2 separate regions of the Mus musculus genome follow, and region 1 is linked to region 2. Evidence: chromatin contacts called from public Micro-C data. All regions are on one chromosome and are shown on one strand. Each heading gives the region's core, a stretch centred on a gene start, on an enhancer-like site or on the middle of the called end of the contact. The rest is flanking DNA. Distances are from core to core; before and after follow the strand shown.

Evidence for each region. A called contact is a pair of places that touch in the nucleus more often than the background predicts.
Region 1: a contact with region 2 is called in a Micro-C map of embryonic stem cells, with 6 times the contacts expected there. The contact joins the promoter of Plxdc1 here to the promoter of Npepps in region 2. A contact is called at or near these places in 1 of 484 Hi-C or Micro-C datasets (embryonic stem cells) and 1 of 115 datasets of contacts at active chromatin or transcription factors (bone marrow-derived dendritic cells).

What each region holds. Positions count from the first base shown.
Region 1 is chr11:97,980,884-97,987,864 of GRCm38.p6, reverse strand. Plxdc1 (plexin domain containing 1) reads left to right here and starts at 1,419. Exons shown (of 14, transcript NM_028199.3): 1 at 1,419-1,627. The coding sequence starts at 1,549.
Region 2 is chr11:97,274,683-97,281,954 of GRCm38.p6, reverse strand. It overlaps Npepps (aminopeptidase puromycin sensitive), which reads left to right and starts at 1,379. Exons shown (of 23, transcript NM_008942.3): 1 at 1,379-1,754. The coding sequence starts at 1,497. It overlaps Gm11592 (a long non-coding RNA gene), which reads right to left and starts at 1,261. Exons shown (of 3, transcript XR_001780313.2): 1 at 814-1,261.

The DNA of each region.
Region 1 (6,981 bases), core at 170-2,669, 710 kb before region 2:
CGAGACTGACCGCGCACGACGACACCAGAATTGAGGCTGGAGGTCCATCTTGGAACACTATAGAGGCCCTTCGCGGCGCCTGCGCGGGCAGTCTCTTAACTCTTCAAGAGATCAGCTAAACGGCAGCCCCGTGGCTCATCACGGGTCCACTGGGTGGCGGTAGGAGGCCACATCTGGAAGGGACGGTTTCTTCGATACCCCAGAGGCTGTCCTGGGAGAATTCAGGCAAGGAATTAGAAAGTCAATGGCTGGCTAGGTTTGGTGGGCTCACCTCTGTAATCCCTTCAATAAACTGAAGAGTGATCGTGAGTTCGAAACCAACCTGGTCGACGGCGTTAGTCCTTACCTGGAAAACTAACAAAAGTCCCTTTGGTTGCGGGGCTTGCCTTGGCTCATAGTATTACATAATATTATATTGAGGTCTTGGGGAGACCACCTCTAGGTTTTTGGACCCAGAGGAGAGTGACACTGGGATTCATTTCCTTTCTTGGTCCTTCTTTTGACCTCAGTGCCAGGCCACTCACCTACTTAAGCCCACACTCTACTTCTGTCCCCAGCTGCAGCCTTCTTCTGGGGATAAGTCCCAGGAAGCAGTCTCTGCACCCTTTCTTTCCGCACTCTCCAGGTCCCCTACACAGAGGAAGCCAGGGGCCCCTCAGTCCTCTCCACTCTCTAGGCCCCAGTTCTTCTCCTTCCCATGAAGTAGGTCACAGGCACCTTCGTGCCTTGACCTGATTCCATGCCGTCTATTAAATCTCCTAAATTGCGGGTATTTTTATTCCATACTTGAAGGGGGTGGGGTGGGGGGGAAGTGCCCTATTCCCAGAGTCCGGTAAAGTGTGGTGGCAGTGGGCGCCACTTCTGGCTCTGGGTCTATCTTGGACTGATCTGGCCTTTCTGTGGAAGGGGCACCGAGCTGTTTCAAAGTGGGAATGTGCCAGTCTCGAGCACCTACATGTCTGCTGGACGGGAGGGGGGTGTGGGTGTGGGATGGAATGGGGTGGGGTCGGTGCTGGAGATGGGCTGTGAAGCAGTCAACTGGGGAGACGCAATTCGTGCCTCTTCTGGGGTAGAAGCTGGGGGGCGGGGGGGGGGGGCGCGGTTCGACTGCGGGAGATTCCTGGTGCGTGTCTGTGTGTGCACTTATGTAGAACACCAGGAAGCCACAGAAGTACAAGGACTAGCTCAGAAAGTCGCATGCTCTTGGGATGGGTGGTGGGAGCCAACGGCCCAAGTAGGGGCGCTTCCTGGGGCCCTTCACCTCGGCCTTTTACTTAGGTTTCTGGGGCAGCGGGGTTCTCTCGGTAACCAGAGATGTCCCGGCGCGGTCCCGGGTCCCGTGGGGTGCGGCGCGGAGCTCCGGGAGGCGGGGACCCCAGCGTTGCGCCCCGCCCTCTGGGTTCTCCCGCCCGCGCTCCCCAAGGCCGCAGCGCCGTGCTTCGCTCGCCCTGCCCGCTCCGCTCCCGCTCCCCGCTCGCCCAGCCCGGGGCTGCTCCCTCTGCAGCCGCCGCCGCCGCCGCGCAGACCCGGAGGTCGTCCGCGCCCACCATGCGAGCTCAGCTCTGGTTGCTGCAGTTGCTGCTACTCCGCGGGGCCGCGCGCGCGCTCAGTCCCGCAACACCCGCAGGTAGGACGCGCGGCCAGGGCAGGTGCAGACCCGCCAGCGGGACCTGGGTCCTGTCCTCAGGACGCCAGGGATAGGGGACAAGGACCCTACTTTCTCTGTGTGCGCACAGAGGGTGCGCACCTCCTACTGCTGTCGGAAGGACGTGGAGGGACCCAGGCCGGGGTCTCCAGAATAGTCACAGGGACCGGCGATCATTTCAGAGAGGCGTTTGCTTTTCTTTTCCATGCTCTTCCCTGCTGCCTCTCTCAGCTGCTCTAGGTGGGGTCCCAGTTGGGCTTGTGACTGCGTGGGAGTCGCCGGAGGATGGGAGACATCCTGGCACCAGCCTGGCCGTCTAACTTGCTTCCCCTACCTATTGCGTACTGGTGGAGAGGCAGGGACCCCAGGAAAAAGCAGCCAGCTGCTCCCCGATCTCCCAGGGTCAAGGGTTCCCTTCTCCCCCCTGCTAGGTTCTGCTCGGTTCTCAGTTGCACAGGCTGAGCATGGAGGTAAGGGGGTGAGGGTGGAGGAGGAGCTTCCATTCTGCACACTCCTCTTTCCTCTAGACCAGTTTCTCAAGCCATTTCTTCCTCTTGAGGTCCTTTCAGGGATCTACTTTGAATCCCTCACGTTATCAAGAAAGGCCGTTTTTAAAAATATATATGGTTTAGTTTCTGCACCCAGGCTTTCTCGGGGAGGTGGGGGCTGGGAATAAGGGTGATTTCACAAGCTCCTTAAAAGGGAAGTGAGTGTCCCACTTGCTGTTGTGTCAGCATAGTGCCTAACTGTGTTCTTGACTTTGATGGTCACGGTAGGTAGGTAGTCCAAATGAATCTGGGTTGGGATGAGATGGTATGAGTGGAGGATGCTGGTGGTGACTGCGGGGGTAGAGGACAGAGAAGTCACATGTCCAGAGACTAGTGTGGACCCATCGGTGTCCATGGTGGCTCCCACAGAAGGTAGCTGAGCACTTAGCTTTTAGTTCTGTTGTCTCACTTGCTGTGTGACCTTGGGCGAGTTACTTACCCAAGTTACTTTCTCTGGGCTCAGTTTTTGATGTATAAAAAGAGGTTCTTGACTAAATCTTTGGCTCTTGAAGGTGGAGTTATGAAAGATTATTTTTCCCCCTTAAGATATTCTTTACTTCTCGGACAGGTACAGGCAACTGATAATTTATCTTAAAATGGTAACTAGAAAGGGACTGAGTGGGTTAAGTCCCGAGTCCTTTTCAGCCTTAGGCTGGTGTGTTTCCTGAACTCAGATATGGCTGGGTTGATGAGGGATTTGGGCCGAGGAGAGGGTTGAGGAAGGGAGCTGGCTACATCAGGGGACCCAGAGACAAGTGTCACTTTTGTAAGTACAGACTACTTAGCCGTCTCTGCTTTTAGATTCATCTGGAAGACATCGGGCATCTGCAGCAAGTGAGATTGAGGTTAGACCCTAGGAAGCTGTAAAAAGCCGTCAGGGCAATTGTTGACTCATCCCAGGTTGGGCTGGGTTTGGTAGTAAGGTTTTGTAGAGGCCATCTGAGGATGTGGGGGAATGGGGAAGGCTGGGAGGGGTCCTTCATGGAGACTGGCTGCTTGCTCTGTATGATAGAGCCCCTGAGGTCAATGAGGGGGTGGGAGTGGGGGACCCAAGGAGGCCTAGCTCCACCTGGGGCAATGGTGTCCCCATCAGGGCTGGTGTTCCTCCATCCCTACAGTCTTGTTCCCATCATCATCCTTACAAGGGACACAGGAGGCATCGATGACCTGAAGAAGGAAGGAGTCTACTGAGGAGAGCCCAGAAGCAGCCTGTAGTCAGGCAGAGAGGAAGATGGCCTCCAGGCCCAGGAAGGGGTCACTGATGGTCTGGTCCCAGAGAAACCAAAGACATCCAGGATACACACAGAAGGGAGAATCTTTCAGGCAGCCATTTTGGAAACTCACAAGCAATCCCTGCAGTCACCTATGTTCTGAGCCAAGGTTGCTTGTCTCTAGAGTCAGGGCCAAACAGATGTTTTGTAACCCAACCAACCTTAATCTGCTTTCAGTTTCCTCCTTGCCCACCAGGGGCCTCCCAATAAACTAATATACTGTTGACTAAAATTCAGATTCCTCACAATGGTTTCTGGGATTGCTGCTCTTCCTGTCAGCTGCAGGCTTCCCTCCTCAGAGAGATCTACCCTGCTGGGAGGGCCTGGGCAACCACCATACTGTCCTGGTTCACTGGGCTGTGTCTACGGGAAGACATGCAGAGTGTTTGTGCTCAGGACCATGCCCTCCTGTCACTGAGAACTCCTCCACACCCCCACCCCCATCCCCCACACCCCCACCTTGTGTGGAAATCTGCTTAATAAATGTGTGTGGGAAAGCTGGGCACGGTGGGCCACACTGAGAGCAAGGCCACTTGGAGGAAAAAGGATCTCATGTTCAAGGTCATCTTCGGCTACATAGTGAGTTCAAGGCCAGCCTCCTACACAAAGCAGCCAGGTGACCCTGTTTAAACAAAACTGAACCCTTGGGGTAATCCTCAGAAAGCAGAGCCCCATCCCCCACCTCACCCCACCCCACCCCTTCTGCTACTTTGTGTCCCTTTTTCTTGTGCACCCTTTTAATCTCCAAGGTGAAGGGCAGGGTCTCACCAGGAGGGGCTTTATATCAGGAGGTGGGATTTGTTAGGCCTGGGACAACCTTGTGTGACCTTGTATGAAGCAAAGACCAGGACTTGGAGGCACAGTGTCATGTAGCCCCGGCTGGCTTTGAACTCACTTGTAACTGAGGATGGCCCTGACTTTCTGCCTCCACCCGACAGCACTGGGTAATGGGATTCCAGGCGTAACGCCATCATGTCATGTTAATAGAGCCCTGGAGAATTGAACCCAGAGCTTCTGGCATGCTAGGTGACATGCGAGGTGAGCACTCTACCAACTGAGCTACAACTCCCCCGAGCGCTGCCTGGGAGGTTGGTCTTGCCGGCTGGTTTGTGTAGATGGTTTGCTGAAGATTCAACCTAGCAAGTGATAGAACTGTTCTCACCTCATCTTGTCTGTCAGAGACGGAGGCTTCCAGAGTCTGTAAACTGTGGCATTCTGGTTCAAGGTTGGGCCTCCAGCTTGGTGGCAAACCTGTCTTCTGTCAGTGCTGTGATAGAACATCGATGGTCTCCAGCAGGGCTGTGCCCGAGGGAGGGTCTCAGTCCTAGAGGCTGGGTGCTGAGTTTCTCCCTCCTCCTGCCAGCCTCCCACCCCCTCCACTCACGGGTGCCTCCTGAACACTGGTCCTTGCAGTGCCCAGAATTCTAGATGCAGAGGTGACCAAGGACATGACAGTCCAGGAGGCCGGCTTGGGTGGTGCCCTTGGCATCTGGGTGAGGAGGAGAGAAGCGTCAGGGAGACTTTTTGAAGCAACGGCATCTTGTCAGATTTGAAGGATGAGGAGAAGCTCACGGGGAAGCGGGTTACTTAGGAGCACAGCGTTCTTGGCTGAGAAGACTTTGTGAATCTATGGTGGCTGAATGGCAGGCCTAGGTCCTAGAGGGCCAGGAGGGATGTGAGAGAAAGAGAAAGCAGAACCTGGCCGTAAGGGCCCTGGGATCAGCTCCAGGGGTGTGGTGAGAGGGACGCAGGAATGATGGACCACATGGGCATAAGAGCTCTCAGATCAGCTGCAGGGGTGCGGTGAGAGGGACGCAGGAATGATGGACCACATGGGCATAAGAGCTCTCAGATCAGCTGCAGGGGTGTGGTGAGAGGGACGCAGGAATGATGGACCACATGGGCATAAGAGCTCTCAGATCAGCTGCAGGGGTGTGGTGAGAGGGACGCAGGAATGATGGACCACATGGGCATAAGAGCTCTCAGATCAGCTGCAGGGGTGTGGTGAGAGGGACGCAGGAATGATGGACCACATGGGCATAAGAGCTCTCAGATCAGCTGCAGGGGTGCGGTGAGAGGGACGCAGGAATGATGGATCACATGGGCATAAGAGCTCTCAGATCAGCTGCAGGGGTGCGGTGAGAGGGACGCAGGAATGATGGATCACATGGGCATAAGAGCTCTCAGATCAGCTGCAGGGGTGCGGTGAGAGGGATGCAAGAATGATGGATCACATGGGTCTTCCATGCGGCTTGCTCTAGCTCGAGTGTGTGGGCAACTGGCTCTAGGGCATACCGGGTGGAAGGTGAAATGGATACCCAGAGAGAGCATCAGCAGTCAGAACAATATGGAGGCAGTATGGCTAGCTTGAGTTGGGTCAGGCCCCGGGTGGTGCAACCCAGTTCCTCCTCAGCCCTGCTCACACTGCAGCAGGGCTGTGCCAGATCAGGGGCTGGGGGCATGATCCTTGTACTCCTCTATATACAGTCCTGGCTGACCCAAAACTAGCTCTGTAGGCCAGGCTGGCCTTGAACTCACAGAGCTCTGCCTGCCTCTGCCTCCTGAGTGCTGAGTTTAAGGGAGTGCTGCTACGCTTGGCCATACTGCACTGTGCTCTATGGTTCTGCCAGACTGAAGCCGGCCGGCCTTAGTTCCAGTCCTGCCATGGAATGAGTGGGTGAGCCAGAGGCGGGTTGTTAGCCTTGTTTTATAAAACAGATCTAATGCTAGTGCCCATCTCCTGGGGTTGATTGGCATGGGGATGAAAGAAAGGATGAAAGACCACTGAGAGTGGCTTTGTCTCCTGGAGCCACTGCTGTCACACCATGCCCTTAGATGGTATAGCCCTGAGTGATGGTTTAGTCTCTGTTCTGGAGGCCAAGGATGGAATGGGAACAGAGAGGCAGAATCAGCACCAAGGGTGCCCAGGGGTGCCCAGGCATGCCCTCCATGTAAATCTGTTAGGCTGTAGCTTCCATTAGGCTTCAAGGCTGTGTGCCCAGACATCTATGTGGTCCTGTGCCTATGTGACCAACCAGCTGCACTGACTCCTGGCACGGACTAAGAGGTGACATCTTGCTCATCCAACTGGAAGGGCAGACATGCTGTAGCTGGGGAGACACTTCTGGGGATTCCTAGTTCTGAGCCTCCTCTGCTCTTCCTCCGTCATCCTGCATAGAACTCATACCCTTACTCCTAGATGGATGGGATGCCTGAATGGTTTTTACTCAGTACCGGGATCAGCCCTGTTATTGGTGTGATTGTTACACAGAGAAGCTGCAGCTTCAAGAGGAAAGACTGCCAGGTCCTAGCTTAGGGGTGGTGGGCTGGAACGGGGAGCCCAGATGTTTTTCACTGCCATCCTGTGGGCCTCCTCCCTCCCTATTCAACATCCCTCTCCAAGGTCAGTCCAAGTCCGTGGTACTTCCTGCCTGTCCTCAACTTGGCTGCCTGTGTGGCTTTCCAGTCCTAGCTCCTGCCCTGCCCTTGGGGACACTTGCAGGAGGATTTGGGGAGA
Region 2 (7,272 bases), core at 130-2,629:
AAACAGGTTGGGGGTCCACCTCACAGAGCGTCTGAGAGATAAAATGAACGTGTAAAGTGTTAGCAAGTATTCCAGACATATTAAAGGCCCGTCTCTTTAAGAATTGCATCTGTGTTTCTAAAAAGCACGTAGGATTTTTGGAGGAAAGCAGGGCAGGTTGAGGATCCACAACTGTGCTGCCCAATACAGTAGGCATTAGCCATGTGTTGCCCTGGCTGTCCTAGAACTCACTCTGTAGTGAAGGCTGGCCTCAAACTCAGAGAGATCTGCCTGCCTCTGCCTCCAGAAGCCAGTACCACCACTGCCAGGCACCTCATTAGCATCTTTAAAATGCATTACATGATGAAATTATAATCTGAATATATTGGGCTAGGGAGATGAGGTGCAATAACTTCTGTTGTTTTAATTCTATCTAGTGGCTCACAGTGTCATGTCTGTAGGACAGTGCTTGTTTAGTTTTGACTCTACCTTACAAGTTTCTATAAAAGAAATACGCTTTTAGGAATATTTTTGCCTTGATTTAAACATAGGTCTTAGAGATAACTACAGAATGGAGGGAGCCACAGTTAGGATACTTTTACAGAAGTCACAACTGGTAAAGGGTCTTTTCAGTTAAAAAAGCAGAAACAAAAACAAGGGGCGTGGGGGTGTGGCTCAGTGGCATGGCGCTTGCCCAGCCTGTGTAGAGGCTTTGAGTTCAAAGCCTAGCACCACAGGAAGGGAAAAATCCGGAAACAGACAGTTGATCATTATTATCATCTGTGTTTTCTTAATCAAAATCTTACTGTGTGCCCAGACCATTCTGGAACTCACTCTGTAGTCCAGGCTGGCCCATGATGATCGTCCTGCCTCAGCCTCCGTGCCCAGCAATGAAGCATCTTGTTTTAAATATGAAATCGTGGGATCCTGTATTTCTAGTCTTTGAAACCACTCTCCTAAAAGGTCTAGATTTCACTGGTTGGAGCGACCTTGAATAACTAAGTGTTTCCTCGGAAAACTGTTTTCAGATCATCCCTTCAACTGGCTATTTCCTAGGGAAAAAAAAAAGCCTCAGGTCGGGCTCACACCGCTGAGGTGGAATGGCTCTTTCCACGCGTCCCCTACCCCCCCGCGCTGACTTGACCGCTGCGTAGGCTTCCATTTTCCACAGAGCTCCTCCATGCCCTTCGTGGCTCTTTCCTGCCACCGGCCGACGACAGGTGCAGCGCCAAGCGCCTCCTCTCGCCTTCCCCGTTCGCCGACCGCGGCCTCGCCGCCCCGCCCCGCCCTCGGCGCGCGCCCTCAGCGGGGTCGCGCCCGCCCCGCGGGGTCGCGCACGCAGCCGCCGCCGCCTCCCTCCCCGCCCTCCTCCCCTGCCCTCCCCTCCGCCCCCTTCCCCGTAGGCAGCCCGCCCGCACCGCCGCCCGCCCGCCCGCCCGGCCCAGGCACCCGCTGGGTCTGTCCCCCGCCCCAGCCTCCCCGGCGGCTCTCGGCAGGCGGTCGCCCGCGCCCGGTGAATGTGGCTGGCAGCCGCCGTCCCCTCCCTCGCTCGCCGCCTGCTCCTCCTCGGCCCTCCGCCTCCTCCCCTCCTTCTCCTCCTCAGCCGCTCCTCTCGCCGCCGCCGCCGCCTCCACAGCCTGGGCCTCGCCGCGATGCCGGAGAAGCGGCCCTTCGAGCGGCTGCCCGCCGAGGTGTCGCCCATCAACTACAGCCTCTGCCTCAAGCCCGATTTGCTGGACTTCACCTTCGAGGGCAAGCTGGAGGCCGCCGCCCAGGTACTGCGACCCTCGGGCGCCGGGGGGCGAGCAGCGGGCGGGCGGGCGAGCAGTTAGGCCGCGCCCGCGGGCTGGGTTGGAGGCCGGGGCGGGTTGGGCGCGTGGGCCGCGGGACCGAGCGGGAGGCGGGTGCGGCGCGCCCCTCGAGCCGGCCGGCCGGGCGGGGACCGCGCTGCGGGAGTCTGCGGGCGGTGCGCCCCTCGGGGGGCCAGCACACCTGTGTGCAGCGCCCCTGGTCCCCGCCTTCCGGGCCCCGAGCTCCGGGAGAGGCTGGGTGGGGGCTGGGGAACTAGAAGGGGCTAGGACTGCCTGCTCGGTGGCACCCCTGCGGACTGCGTTCTTTCCTGGTCGTCCCTTTACTCCGCCGGGGATAGGTTGGAAGGGGCGGTCATCAGGCACTTGAGAGCGAGGAGGGGCGAGTCTAGAAGGTTGGGGGCAGGGGGGAGTGGAGCGAGAATGTTAATCCCAGGCAGCCTCACCGAGTTCTCCCGGCCTGATCCTGCCCAGGGGCCGGGTTTCCAGGATGATCCGCCCCCTCCCCCTTCCCCTCAAATGACAGTGCAGCAGTGACTTTGTTCTCCCCTAACCTCCAGAGAAGCCGCGGAGGACCCTAGCTCCTCTTCTCCTATCCGCCTTGCTCTCGCAACCTGTGAAGCTGGTGGATTTATTGCTTCAGTGGCGGTTGCTTAGCAGTCCCCTCTTCTGAAAGAAAGCTCTCAGTCTTAGCCTGCCACTGGTGAAAATATTCCATTACTCTTCTTTGCAGTTTTTTTGGTGAATCATACGCTCCTCCCTCCTCCCCGAAGCATTATCTGGCAGTATTGTTTGATTTCGGAGACCATCCATATAGATGGCTCACAGAGGTCTCAAACGGTTACGATAAATAACCATGGGTATGATGTGTTACGTGAGATCGGAAATGAAAATTGGGAGCTGTTTGATAGCTATCTGTGACAGGAGTGGTGGAAATAGAATTGGTTCCGTTTCTTTTCCTACCCCAGCTAGGGGTTGGGGAACACGAGTGGTGGAGGAAGCCAGGCCAGTAGGCCTCAACCAAAAAGATGAGGGAGGGTGTGTGTTGCAATGAAATGAGAGAAACGTAGACTAGAATTTGAGTGATTTGAAAGCCGAGAAAGTATGATACTCGAGTTTGAAAATCTGTGTAAAAGTACAGAACTTAAAAGTATGCTTTTAGATTTGGAACATTGGCTTTGCCAGCCTTAGATGCTGGCAGCATCACTGTCCACAGCAGAGTGCCTTGTGACCTTTGGAGAAAGGGCCTACACTTGGGATGAGTTTGAATTATGAGAAAACACTAACTTTAAGGAAGCTGGCCCGAGTTAATAAATCTGGAAGGTGTGCGCACTGAGTGAAGACATTGAGGAAAAAGCAGTACAGATTTGCTTACAGGTTATTGAGGTTTATGGACATGTTAGAACAACAAGCAGCAACATGTTCCCCCGCCCCGCCCCCCCTCTAAAAGTGTGTTTGTGTGTGAGTGGGTGGGGGTGCGTGGGAGCTATGGTATGTATACTCTCTGTCTCTTACCCTTTCACTATGGGATCTCGGGTTCTAACTCAGGCTGCTTAGTTTCCATAGTAATCACGTTTACCTCTTCCTACTTCTCTGAAGAGCTGGAAACAAGTTGGAGGGCACATCTTTATTCCCAGCACTTGGGAGGCAGAGGCAGGTGGATTTCTGAGTTCCAGGCCAGCCTGGACTATAGAGTGAGTTCCAGGTCAGCCAGAGCTACCTACACAGAAAAATCTGTTTTGAAAAACAAAACAAAACAAACAAAAGGAGATGATAATATGTGGAAGATTGGTTTCTGCCTTTGCGGAAGCACAAGGTTGTATGTTACCTAGCAGCGGGACTTAGTGTCCTTGAACTCACTGTCTCTTGCCTCAACCTCCAGAGCAGCTTAGATTCTTGACACACACCATCATGTCTGGCTGATTTGTGAATCTGATCCAAGGAAGTAACTGGATCTTTTTGATAGAATAGACTTTACAAAGAAGGAACAAGGCATTCCCGTCTTTAATTTTGTGTCCTACTGTGAGTGCATAGGTGTGTGTGGGTGTGCATACACGAGTGCCGAGGCATGCATGTCCATAGAGGTCACTGGACAGGTTTTCAGAGTAGGTTCTGTGTTTCCATCATGTCGGCCCCGGGATTGAGCTTAACTCAATAGTCTTGGCAGCAAATGCCTTTACCCACTGAGCCACCTTTCTGATCTTCAAAAAAGAAAAACACAAAACAAAAAAAATTTTTTTTTCCTCCCAGAGAGTCTTTTCAGGCTAGGTGGCAACATAAAGATGGGGTAATAGCAAATTTAACAAGTTGATTAAGGGATAATTAGACTTTTTAGTTGTCCCTTTTGAAGTATAAAAGAATTCACAGTAGTTAAAGCAACTAGATCCTTGACGCTGTATGTTGGAATAGTAGCATTAGGTGGTATCATTGTGGAAATTAAAAACATTGTAAATTTTAGATTGGTTAATGACATTAGGTAACTTTCTTAGCAGTTCGTATCATACTACATGGAATATTGAACCATTTTTCATGGTTGCCTTAGTTGTTTTAGTTGCAAAATTGAATGCAGAGTATTTGTACACGTTATATATTAGAGACTTGGTGGATTTTTAACCTGGCCTCAGGTGTCGGACTTCTGAAAGGTGAATGTAAAAATTGTCTTTTTACATAGATGAATTTTCTTTTCTTTTTTTATTTGTTTTTGTTTTTCTGAGACAGGGCTTTTCTAGGTAGCCCTGCCTGCCCTGGCACTCACTCACTAGATCAGGCTGACCTTGAACTCAGAGAGCCACCTGTCTTGTCTACTGAGTGCTGTGATTAAAGGCCTGAGCAACCATCGCCCAACTCATAGATGGCTATTCTAATTTAGCAGGGTTTTGAAATGGGGTCTTATACTCCGTGGCTGCCTTGGAATTGAGCTGCGTATTCCTGGCCACCTTCAAAGGCTTATCATTCCTCCTGCCATTGGAGTGCTAGGATTGTAAGCATGAGCCGCTGTGCTCAGTTTCAACAGGCTCTGAACATGTCTCAGGGGCCTGGAGAGATTTGTAGGCTTATAATTCATTTCATTTTCACTTTTATATTTGATGTTTTGGATCAGTAGACGCTTGAGAGATTTCAAAATCGGATCTGCCATTATTGATGATGAATTAAATTGGGTTCCAGGCTTACGTGAGTGTGACTGCAGCCTCTGCTTGAGTAGCTAGAACAGGAGTAGGACACTACTGTGGAAACCCGCTGTCTCAGAGAAATCAGGTTATACTAGCCTGTTTCTGGGCTCTAGCAACAAAATAGTCCATGTTGCAGCTGACTCCATCTCCAGTAAAGGAGAGTAACAGAAACCGAGGGTTTGGCAGCTGAAAGTTTGTCATCTAAGTGATTGGTTGTTTTTTTTTTTTTTTTTTTTAAATCCTGTGTTAAGAAAATTTATGTCCATATTTTCATATTTTCTCAGTAATCATGATTGACAGTTTCTTTTCTTTCTTTCTTTTTGTTTTTTCGAGACAGGGTTTCTCTGTATAGCCCTGGCTGTCCTGGAACTCACTTTGTAGACCAGGCTGGCCTCGAACTCAGAAATCTGCCTGCCTCTGCCTCCCAAGTGCTGGGATTAAGATTGACAGTTTTTAATTACTTTAAAAAACCCAGCAAAATTCATAATATGCTATAGATAGCATTATGTTAGCTAGTTAATTGGTCTTAAATTTGAGATGTTAAGGGTGTAGCTTAAAGGTAAGAATGTGTGTTTCATGGACCTGTGTTCAATGCCTAGCAAATAAATAAAGTTTAGAAGATGTAATAAGGAATTTACTCACATTTTTTATGTTCAGCTTTTTAAAAATGTATGTATAAAATAAATATAAGGCACTAAACTGGGCCTGGTGGCTTATGCTTGTAACTTTAGCCCTTAGAGGGCAGGAGGATTAATTACCACAAGTTCAAGGCCAGTTCCAAATCAGCCAGGACTGCATAGTGAGATGTTGTCTTAAAATGCAGAGACAGACAGACAGACTGACACACAAAAGAAAGATAAAGAGAAAGCAAGAGCAAAAGGAAGCAAACGGCAGCTGGGTGGTGGAGTTCATGCTGTGCATTAGGCTGTGCAGGGACTCAGCTCAGAGACCCAGCATCACCATTCCCTCAAAATTGGATTTTTATTTATTAAGCTTTTGTCTGAGGCCATCTGACACTGAATTCTGTGGTGAATTTTCCATAGAAATCAAACTTACTGTTGAACCATTTAAACTTAAAAAAGCATTCACCTGATTTGGGTGGAAATGTTTAAGTTTTATAATTCATGCTCTAGATTTCTTTTTCTTTTTTGAAGTACTGTATTGTTCTGAATGTCTGTCATTGATGCTAGAATACTTAAAGAAGTTTCCTCAAACTCCACTACATAATTCACTAACTTAGTCCTTTAGAGTTGGTTTGTGGCTCCTTGCTCTCGGGCATACTGCTTTTTGTTGTGGGTTGTGTCTTGTCACACTGCCTATTTTGCACTGTCTTCTCTTCTGTTTTACTGAACCTGGAGCAGGAGAGGTCTATGTAATGAGTCAAGCAAAACAAGTTTCGAAGTGAGAGTTGGGTGGATTTGCATCTGAGTGAACAGGACCAGCTTTATTGTATGGACTTTGTAGTATCTAGTCTGCTGTTGTGTTCAAGTCTTTCTTTTTTTTCTTTTTGTTTAACTTCCTGGTTCTAGATTATCAATGTCTAATACAGCCAGGATAAATGTAGTCTTGAGTAGCAAGTTATCTGTGAAACATCTTTGAACTTTGCTACATAAATGAGCCTGTTTTTATTGTAAAGTAAATCTACTCTAATCTGTACTCGAGTCAGTGGTGAAGTACGAACCTTCTGATGGTTGTTGTTGAGTTTAGCACCCCAAATTTTAGAGATTTACTTTTTTTTTAAAAGTATTTCTTTTTTACTTCTTTCTTTCTTTCTTTATTTATTTATTACATGTAAGTACACTGGAGCTGTCTTCAGACACTCCAGGAGAGGGAGTCAGATCTCATTATGGGTGGTTGTGAGCCACCATGTGGTTGCTGGGCTTTGAACTTCGGACCTTCAGAAGAGCAGTCGGATGCTCTTACCCACTGAGCCATCTCACCAGCCCGAGATTTACTTTTGAACACCTTTTGAACCTGTAGTTTTTGTTTTATTTGGTCATTTGTAATCTGATTTTATTTTTATTTTGAACCGGGAAATGTTTTAGAAATACAGAAACGACTTACCTAGATTTAGTATATTGCCTCATTGCTTTAGACTGTTTATACTATTTTTTGGAAAAAGTCACAGATAGATGCTGGAGTTGCAACTCAGTTGATGAGAACCTTTCTAGCACACACAGAGTCCTAGCACCCTGGGGTAGTGTAATCTCCGTGCTTGGAAGGTAAAGGGGGGGGGGGAGATCAGAAGTTTAATGTTGTTTTTCTGTGCTTAGTGAATTTCTAGTCTACATGAAACCTGCTCCCCTTAACCTCCA